Regions from separate parts of the Mus musculus genome. Here regions 2 and 3 are each linked to region 1. Evidence: chromatin contacts called from public promoter capture Hi-C data. All regions are on one chromosome and are shown on one strand. The core of a region is the stretch at or near the end of the contact, and the rest is flanking DNA. Distances in the headings are between cores, read along the strand shown. Region 1 overlaps Crtc3 (CREB regulated transcription coactivator 3). Region 2 overlaps Iqgap1 (IQ motif containing GTPase activating protein 1). Region 3 overlaps Blm (Bloom syndrome, RecQ like helicase).

Region 1 (2,828 bases), core at 146-2,645:
ATGAGTTAATCAATTAATTAAATGCATGTGTGGGTACATGTCCAAAGACTAGAGACCATCCTTCCGGCTGTTTCAAAGGTTCCGCTAACAATAGCTTGTTGGGGTCCTCAGCCGAGTCCCCCAACTCGGCCTCCTTTGATGTGTCAACACCTCGGCCTCACAATCCCTCTGCACATGCAGGGTAATTTACTGGCTTATGTCAGCTGTATAATGAACTGTCTCAAAAACATTAACTATGAGGACCAAAGAGAACAGTCATTTTATGCAAATGCAGTTGACTTTGACTTATAAACAGATCTGTGACAGAGCAGGAAAGACTGGAAACCTTCAGCAGAAGGAGTATGACTTACTTGCCGCCCCCAACATCACAGGATCGAGGGCGCCCAGACAGGGACTGGATCTGGGAAGAACAAAGAAAGTTGGGCTTACTCAGTGCACAGCCAAATTCAAGTGTTTGAAAAGTAGGGATCTGGCCACCCTAGTCAGAGGCCAAGAGAGACGGAGCAAACCAAGGGCATCTGCACAGAGCAGCCATTTAAGTTTTGAGGAATTTTAAATTTCTTAAATTTCCAGACAAAAGAAGTATATATACCATTAGCACCTTTTCTTAGCTCGATGCCTTATTAACTTACCTTCTAGTTAAATGTTACTTCCTTCAAAAAGGCAAATGTTTTGCATATTTAGATTAAAAAAATTTTTTTTCAATTAGCATGGGAGAAAAAGAAGGAAATAAAAAAGCAAAATCAAAACAAAACAAAAAGCAAAACGGGGCAATGGGGAGAGGGAGGAGAGAGGGAAAAGGACCCTGGAACTAGAGTGTGCATTAACCAAGGGAGACAACTGTCTCTCAGAGAGAGCAGCTCATGGTATTTGTGAATGCACCTGCACGCCATTATCTGTCTTCTTTTAGGCCCCTAAAGTTAAAACATCAACTACATATTTATAAAAAGCTTTCAAGACCACACTGATGCAGAGACTTCCAATAAGTTTGATGGAGGAAAGGAGTAGGACCAATGGGAGGGTAGGGTGGAAAAGGGCCAATGTGATCCCGCTGGGAGGGAAGCAGGTCCAATGGGATCCTGAGGGGGAAGGGGGAGGGACGTGGAGACCAATGGGATCCCGAGGGGGGGAAACCGGAGGGGGGGTGCGGGGGTAGTTAAGCACAGAGACCAAACAGCCAACTGCATCTGGCCATCACTAGGGGTGGATGGAGGACTTTCTCACAAGACAGCTCTCTACAGAAAGAGGCTAAGCTAAGCTCCGCAGTGGGTGAGGTTTACAAAGGGGTCGTGGAGGGAGGCCAGTGACTAGGATTTCAGACGCTAACATTCAAAGCTCAGAGAAATCAGTAGTAAACAGATGACTCATTGCTGCTTGGGTCAAAGGCCTTTGATTTTAGGAATGATCATCTGGCATGATAGCAGTTCTCGACAGGAGCTGGAGATGGCTCCAAAGCAGAGACATCTGCCCTTTCATGCCCAAATCTCCGGGCTTCTGACCATGTAAGGTGAGCAGCTTAACAATTTCCATTCGAGAATCAGCAAATCCACAGAAAAGCTTGGAAACCCCAGGGGCACTGCACTAATCGCCCACAGATCACGGTGACCCGTGGGGGACAGATCTCCCCACTGTCTTTCCAGTGTCTGTGTCCAGACAAATCCTCTCTTCCTTTTCCCCAGTTCTGGTTTCCACCTCTGCGGGGCAGGCTGCCAGGACTGACAAGCACAACCCAGGACGGCTCACCCACCTCCTTGCTCTCCCACAGGTGTTTAGGCAGTGGCTTCGGGACATTTAACAGATTCTCTTCTTTCAGCGGACCCGGGAAGGCGGCTACTAAAAGGGAGAAGAAGCATATTCATTGAATTAGAGAAGAGGGCGGCCAACCTGGGCCAAATCAATTAGCTTGTTTAAAACTGCTGGGGGTGGGGGCGGGGGCAGGGCGGGGGCAGGGCGGGGAGTGGGAGGGGGTGGCGGCAAACCTTTAATCCCATACCAGGGAGGCAGGGACAGAGGCAGATGGATCTCTGTGAATTTGAGGCCAGCCTACTCTACATAGGAAGTTCCAGGACAGCTAGAGCTACATAAAGAGACCCTGTCTCAAAAGAAAAGAAAAGAGGGGAGGGGAGGGGAGGGGAGGGGAGGGGAGGGGAGGGGAGGGGAGGGGAGGGGAGGGGAGGGGAGGGGAGGGGAGGAGAGGGGATGAGAGGGGAGGGGAGGGGAGGGGACGGGAGGAGAGGGGAGGGGAGGAGAGGAGAGGAGAGGGGAGGAGAGGAGAGGAGAGGGGAGGAGAGGAGAGGAGAGGGGAGGAGAGGAGAGAAAAGAAGAGAAAAGAAAAAATTTAAATGTCTCTTAGTTAGCATTTAGGGTTGGCTGTCAAGGAACCTGCCACGTAGCTCAGGCTGGCCTCAGGCTCTCAGCTGTCCTCTCAAGTGGTGGGATTATAAGCATGTGCCACACTGACTAGTGAACATGATTTCCTTAGCAAACACTATTTTTTAACATACTTTTTTCTTTAATTATTGTATTATTTTGTGTGTATGGGCGATTTGCCTATGTGTGTCTGTATACTATATGAACACTAGTGCCTGTGGAGACCAGAAGAGGGCATCAGATCTCCTGGAACTAGTCATAGATAGTTGTGAGCCACCATGTGCATGCTAGGAATTGAACCGGGTCCTTTGGAAGAGCAGCCGGTGCTCTTACCCACTGAGCCATCTTTCCAGCCCTTTGTGTGTCAGTGTAGAGGCTGAAGGAATGGTTAAGAAATGGATTCAAATGTGAGGACAGTATCAACAGCCAGGGGACAAAGGCAGCACATCTATGGCTCG
Region 2 (2,828 bases), core at 203-2,702, 180 kb after region 1:
AGAACTCTTCCCAAAAAGGGAGAGTGGATAAAAAGGATAAGCAGCTCCTATAGGAGAGAGAAAACAGGCTCCCATTTCTTAATAAGAACAGTATTTCTGAGAGCCCTGGGATAAGGTAACATACACCTTAGAGTATATAGTAATACACACCAAAATTTTAATTTTCAAATCTATGACTTGGTAACAACAAATTAGGAGGAGTGGCTAGCTATGGATTTTTTTAAAAGATTTATTTTTATTTATATGAGTACACTGTAGTTGTCTTCAGACACACACCAGAAGAGGGCTTCGGATCCCATTACAGATGGTTGTGAGCCACCATGTGGTTGCTAGGAATTGAGCCCAGGACCTATGGAAGAGCAGGCAGTGCTCTTAACCTCTGAACCATCTCTCCAGCCCAACTATGAATCTTATTAAGGACACAGCTCTTTCCTGTAAGGTTTGCAACAGTTGAGGAAGAGAGAGGGGTGTGAAGGGCTCTAAGAAAGCTACAGAGAGGAGCCCTAAGCTCAGCACTCCCTTAGTGTCCAGAGAACTCTGGAGTTCATGTTCTCAGAAAAGAAACATTTTTTACACACAATTCAAAATCCAGAATCTGAAAAAGAAAGAAGGAGGAGGAGGAGGAGCAGGAGGAAAGAAAGAAAGAAAGAAAGAAAGAAAGAAAGAAAGAAAGAAAGAAAGAAAGCCAGCCAGCCTGCCCTCAGTTAAAAGGGAGAGGGCGTGGCATGGGGAACAGACACAAGGCTCGCTCAGCACAGTGAGACAAGAAAGCTCCCCTGGACACAGAGCCAAGGTCATTGCTGATCTTGGCAAGAACGATCAGTGAGAAGAGAAAGGCCCACCAGCTGCAGCCTCTGGATTGGGATGAAGAGGACACAGAGGAAGAAGACAATCACCAGGAGAGGCCAGGCCTGAGGGAGCACACAGTGAGTGCCTTCTCATGCCTGCGTTGTTAGAAAACAACACTGTGAGGAGGCCCTAAAGACGGGAAAGAATAGGAAGGGAGCCCAAGATGGCACAGGAAATCTGCTGGGGGAACAGATTTTGAGGAATTTTATGGAGAAGCCATGATACAGGAAGCTAGAGATGGAGTTGCCGGCAAAGAATAAAGGCTTGTCGACACTTCCTGGTCAGCCTCGCCCATCCCTGCCAATTCCAAGGAAGCCTCAAAGTCACCTTCCCCACGATCACAAATAACACCATCCAACTTCTAAACTTTGCTGTACCTAGAGTTTCTACATCTGCACCTACTAAAACCAGTGCTTACTTACATAAAGGCAGCCCCTCCTTTGTCTTTGAGTCAAAGTGCTCTAACTGTTGGAAGATCTCTCCGTGTCTTGCTTAAGGAACATACTACCCCTGACCAAATGATAAGAAACAAGAAACGAATAAGAGGCAGAAAATTACAGCTCAGGCATGACATCATACCGCTAAGCCACCACAGCACCTGCGCTGCACACTGCACTCTGAACTGAGCCACGGCTCTGGGCGCCTGGTTACGGAGCAGCGCTGTGGTCAGAGGTGCAACTGGAAGCCAAAAGGGAAGGGGAGGGGCACCAAAAATATGGACGACATGTTTTCCTGCTCTTCTTCACAATCTTGGCCTTTCTTTCAAAACCCTACCACCAAATGACGTCCCTGTTCTCTAAACTTTTACACAGAAACTGTTTGCATCATCCCACAGCCACCACATGTGGCCTTGTGACAGTCAGGCCTTTTATTCTTTCTTGTTGGGTAACTTTTCAATGCTTATGTCTTGTCTGTCCAATCAATATGGAGACCTCTTTTTAACACAGACGTACTGCTTTTAAGTGTATCGGATCTGTACACATAAGTGCAGGGACAGACTGCCCTACAGCTCGAGTTTCACAGGGAGCTGGGAACAGAACTGTTAGAGGAGCAGCTAACTGCTGAGCCAGCTGAGCCAGCTCTGCCGCTCTCTATGGAAGACTCCTAAAGACAAGGCTGGCTTAGTGTTTCACAGCTCTCGGTACTATGAACAAACTGTCCTGAACGATGCAAGTGTTCAAAAGTGCTTTTCACTTGTTTTAAGTCAATAAAACATTTTTTCTCATCCCTTTTCCACATCAGGAAAAAAAAAAAAAAAAAAAAAAAAAAAACAGGCAGCGAAATATCATGTCATTCAAAACAATTATTAATAAAACAAAAAATAAAAATAAAACTTATCTTTAAATAACTTCAGAAACAGGGGCTAGAGAGATGGCTCAGCTGTTTAGACTGAATTCAGGTCCCAGCACCCACATGGCATCTTCCAACTGTCTATAGTGGGTTCTATGCTCTCTTCTTGTGCACATGGGCACGCAGACAAAACATCCATATACGTGCGTACGATCTACAGAGAATCTACAGAGAATCTTTAATAACTGCAGAAATGGGTTAGAGCACAGGAAGAAGCTTCCCTGGAACTGTGGATCTGTGTTTGAAAGTCTCCTACAACGTGGGTTCCCACAGTGGCTCCGACTTTGTGCATGTGCTCTTAGAAAGGGTCCATCTGCACATGCTTGCACATGTGTGTGAAGGCCAGAGGTCAACCTCAAACATCATCCCTTGGGTGCTGTCCTGTCCACCTCGTGATTTGTTTTTAATTTGCAATTATTGTACGTATGTGTATCCCAGGCCACAATGCACATGGGAGGTCTGGGGCAGCTCTCTCCTTCCACCTTTACAGTGCTTCCAAGGGTCAAATGCAGGTCACCAGACTTAATGGTTAACAAGTATCTCTGATGTCGTTTGCTTTTCCTACTAATGCTGCTTCTCTTTTACTCTGCAGTTAGACCTTTTCTACCACAACGTAAACCATTATCCTA
Region 3 (2,828 bases), core at 213-2,712, 150 kb before region 1:
TAGCCACACCTTCCACAGCCTATAGCCGGAATCCTCTGCCTCTGGGTCTATTCTAACAAAGAGGAAGTGAAGACCTCTTTCTCTTTTTTTTTTTTCTTTTTTTTTTTTGGTTTTTCAAGACAGGGTTTCTCTGTATAGCCCTGGCTGTCCTGGAACTCACTCTGTAGACCAGGCTGGCCTCTGCCTCCCAAGTGCTGGGATTAAAGGCATGAGCCACCACTGCCTGGCATGAAGACATCTCTTAAAGACCCCAAATCTCTGGCCATCAGATACCCTAGAATTACTGCACTGACCCAGATGTGAGCAAGGCAGCTTTGTGCAGAGTGGAGATGGGGCAGAGCCTCTGGGTGGCCTCATCCTAGTCACATAGTCCTAGGAAGGCTGCATATGTGGCTCCTTAGGGAGGACCAAGCTGCCTCATGCAGTGGTCTGGCATGTGTCAGGGCCACGTAGTCAGCAATTCCCCTGCCCCAACACCCAAAGAACTGCCAACTTGTCCTTTCTGCTTACTGCCTCCTACAAGAAGGGAAGAGGGCCCTGCCAGAGCCTGAGCTGTGCCCTGCATATCACTTCTTTGCTGACCCGAGGAGAGCAATTTTCTAACCCTTGATAAAACAAACAAAAAGTGAACCACCTTGTCAGCTGGTTTACAGTGACAGTGGGCAGTGCAGAGGTGCACCATCAGTTGTATAATCCCGGGCAGTTAGTGGCATCCTAGGGCATGCTGCTGGGGTTAGGAAAAGTTTTTCAACATTGTAAACCTCTTGCTGGAGGGAAGGCAATCTCATTGCAGATCTGGCGGAGAAGCAGCCTCAAGTTTCCCTCTGCTGACTTCCTGCTGAGGAATGAAGCCCGGAGCAAACCCTGCTGTTTATATGGATTTACAGAACGCATCTGCCAACAGCAGCCTCCATTTCAACGGCTCATCCATTTTCCTCCCACTCAGAAAGCTCAGAACACACCTGGCTCATTGTGTGGCTTTCTGGAGACGTGAGCCCCAGTGGTCTGTTGGGGGTGAAGGGCTCTTGGCAAGGAGCCCCAGTATTCTCTCACTGCACAGGTGAGCAGCCCCGGGGCTGGAATCCCCCTCAGGGTGGGCTGGAAAACCCAGAGGAGCAGAGGAGATGCCAAGCAGCTGCTGATGGTGAAGAGTCACCAAGCTGGCAGGCAGAAGAGACCCTCCTTACACACAGACCGACTACACTTAGATGGAAACCGGAGCTGGCTGTGGGGCACTATGATGTTGGTTTTGTTTTCTGAGATAGAGTCTCATGGCACAGACTGGCTTTGGACTGTGCGTGTGTGTGCGCGAGTGCGTGTGCGAGAGAGCGTGTGTATGCATTTACGTATTTGCTTACTTTTGTTGAGACAGGGTTTCTCTGTAGAGTGCCGGCTGGACCCAAACGCAGAGATTTGTGTGCCTCTCAACTGCTGACACTGAGGCACGCATGACCATGTGTGGCACTGAACCACAGATTACCTTGCACTCTGATCTTCCTGCCTCCTAGCTCCCGAGTGCTACAGTAAACCTTTATGCCTCGTGCAAATTTGAGTTTTACTCCTTATTAAATCAGATTACAGGCAACATGGCAAAGAGCTCCTTTCTCACAAACAGCTGCTGTGCAAATGAAGTGAAGGAGCCAGCAGCAAAGAACAGTGTTGGTCTCTTCCCTCCCAACAAGTAGAAGCCAGATGTCAGATCGCCCACGGTTTCAAGGAGTGTCCACAGACTCGCAGAAGTGAAAGTGCTCTGAGCCGTCAGGCCAGGCCAGTGTCCAATCCTACCTCTGAAACGGAGTAGGCGAGACTGGCCTCAGGCAAGCCCTTCCCTCCCACACAACACAGGCCAGGCCAGTTTCCCCATCCTAAACCCAAGGGGGTTGGACCAGAAGCTTTTTAAGGTCTCATGCTCTGTGAGCAACTAAGCAAATGAGTGCTTCCCAAGGGGAGGAATAAATGAAGGAAATGAGAAAATGTCCTCACTGAGGAATATCTGATGGTCACTTGCGCACTCAAAACCACAAAGTTAAACCACCATTTACAAATGTCTTTAATTGTGTACTCTGGAGGAAGGTTAGCACATGTAAGAAGTCTGTTTATGGATTTAACAAGAAATGACAATTTGGTGACATTGTCTGCCTTTCTCTTCCCCCACTCAATCTTGTTTTTCTCACTTAGAAGGAGAAAAGGTGGAAAACTGCAAACAACAGCTCAGAGCCATGCAGCTTTGGTTCCTGTTCTAAGCAGTTCTGTTACAGTATGCACTTCTCTGGGGACCACCATCTCTGGATTGAGGGCAGGAGGTGATGGGCATCTAGCAGGGGAGAAGGAGGAAGAGGGGGAGGGAGGGACTCTTGGATACAGTCCAATGGTGGAAAACATGCCTGCTGCCAAGACCTGGCCACTCTGACTTCGCTTCTCCTGTGCAGACATGCTGCAGCCAAGCAAAGGGAGGAGAAGACAGAAACCACTTACACAGCCCCCAAGGAAACTTGGCTTGTCTGGCCTTTGGATTTCCCCAAGTGGTCTCCTCTCAGCTATCCTGCCAAGACTAGGAGACCCAGTCTCCCGGGCATTAAAAGTAGCAGGGAGGGTGGGGAATGCGCTGGGCTAGCAGTGCTCAGTTAGATTGTAGGAAGCTATGGGCTGGACCTCAGCATTGCATAAACCAGGTGTGATGGCCCACATGTAATCTCAGAAGTTGGGAGGTGGATGCAGGAAGAGTATAAAGTCAGGGTCAACCTTGGCTTTAAACTAAGTTCAAGGGCAGACTGTGATAGAGGAGACCCTGTCTCAAAAAATAGCAGAGAGACCCAGAGAATCCTGCA

Evidence for each region. Capture Hi-C pulls out chosen DNA fragments and counts their contacts.
Region 2: a contact with region 1 is called in a promoter capture Hi-C map of liver. The contact joins two enhancer-like sites. A contact is called at or near these places in 1 of 115 datasets of contacts at active chromatin or transcription factors (bone marrow-derived macrophages) and 2 of 9 other capture datasets (adipose tissue and liver).
Region 3: a contact with region 1 is called in a promoter capture Hi-C map of liver. The contact joins two enhancer-like sites. A contact is called at or near these places in 1 of 484 Hi-C or Micro-C datasets (microglia), 1 of 115 datasets of contacts at active chromatin or transcription factors (embryonic stem cells) and 4 of 9 other capture datasets (adipose tissue, embryonic stem cells, liver and 1 more).

What each region holds. Positions count from the first base shown.
Region 1 is chr7:80,604,001-80,606,828 of GRCm38.p6, forward strand. Crtc3 (CREB regulated transcription coactivator 3) reads right to left here. Exons shown (of 15, transcript NM_173863.2): 8 at 1,748-1,833; 9 at 351-400. Among named protein-coding and RNA genes, the nearest start is that of Gm15880, 31 kb to the right of the region's middle. Within about 2 kb of position 1,396, at least 17 of the 459 cell types and tissues checked have an H3K27ac peak or open chromatin away from gene starts, as enhancers often do. A contact at or near this core is called in liver, where this site is marked.
Region 2 is chr7:80,780,824-80,783,651 of GRCm38.p6, forward strand. All of the region lies in intron 2 of Iqgap1 (IQ motif containing GTPase activating protein 1), which reads right to left. Among named protein-coding and RNA genes, the nearest start is that of Iqgap1, 21 kb to the right of the region's middle. Within about 2 kb of position 1,453, at least 180 of the 459 cell types and tissues checked have an H3K27ac peak or open chromatin away from gene starts, as enhancers often do. A contact at or near this core is called in liver, where this site is marked.
Region 3 is chr7:80,455,674-80,458,501 of GRCm38.p6, forward strand. All of the region lies in intron 21 of Blm (Bloom syndrome, RecQ like helicase), which reads right to left. Among named protein-coding and RNA genes, the nearest start is that of Gm44851, 53 kb to the left of the region's middle. Within about 2 kb of position 1,463, at least 116 of the 459 cell types and tissues checked have an H3K27ac peak or open chromatin away from gene starts, as enhancers often do. A contact at or near this core is called in liver, where this site is marked.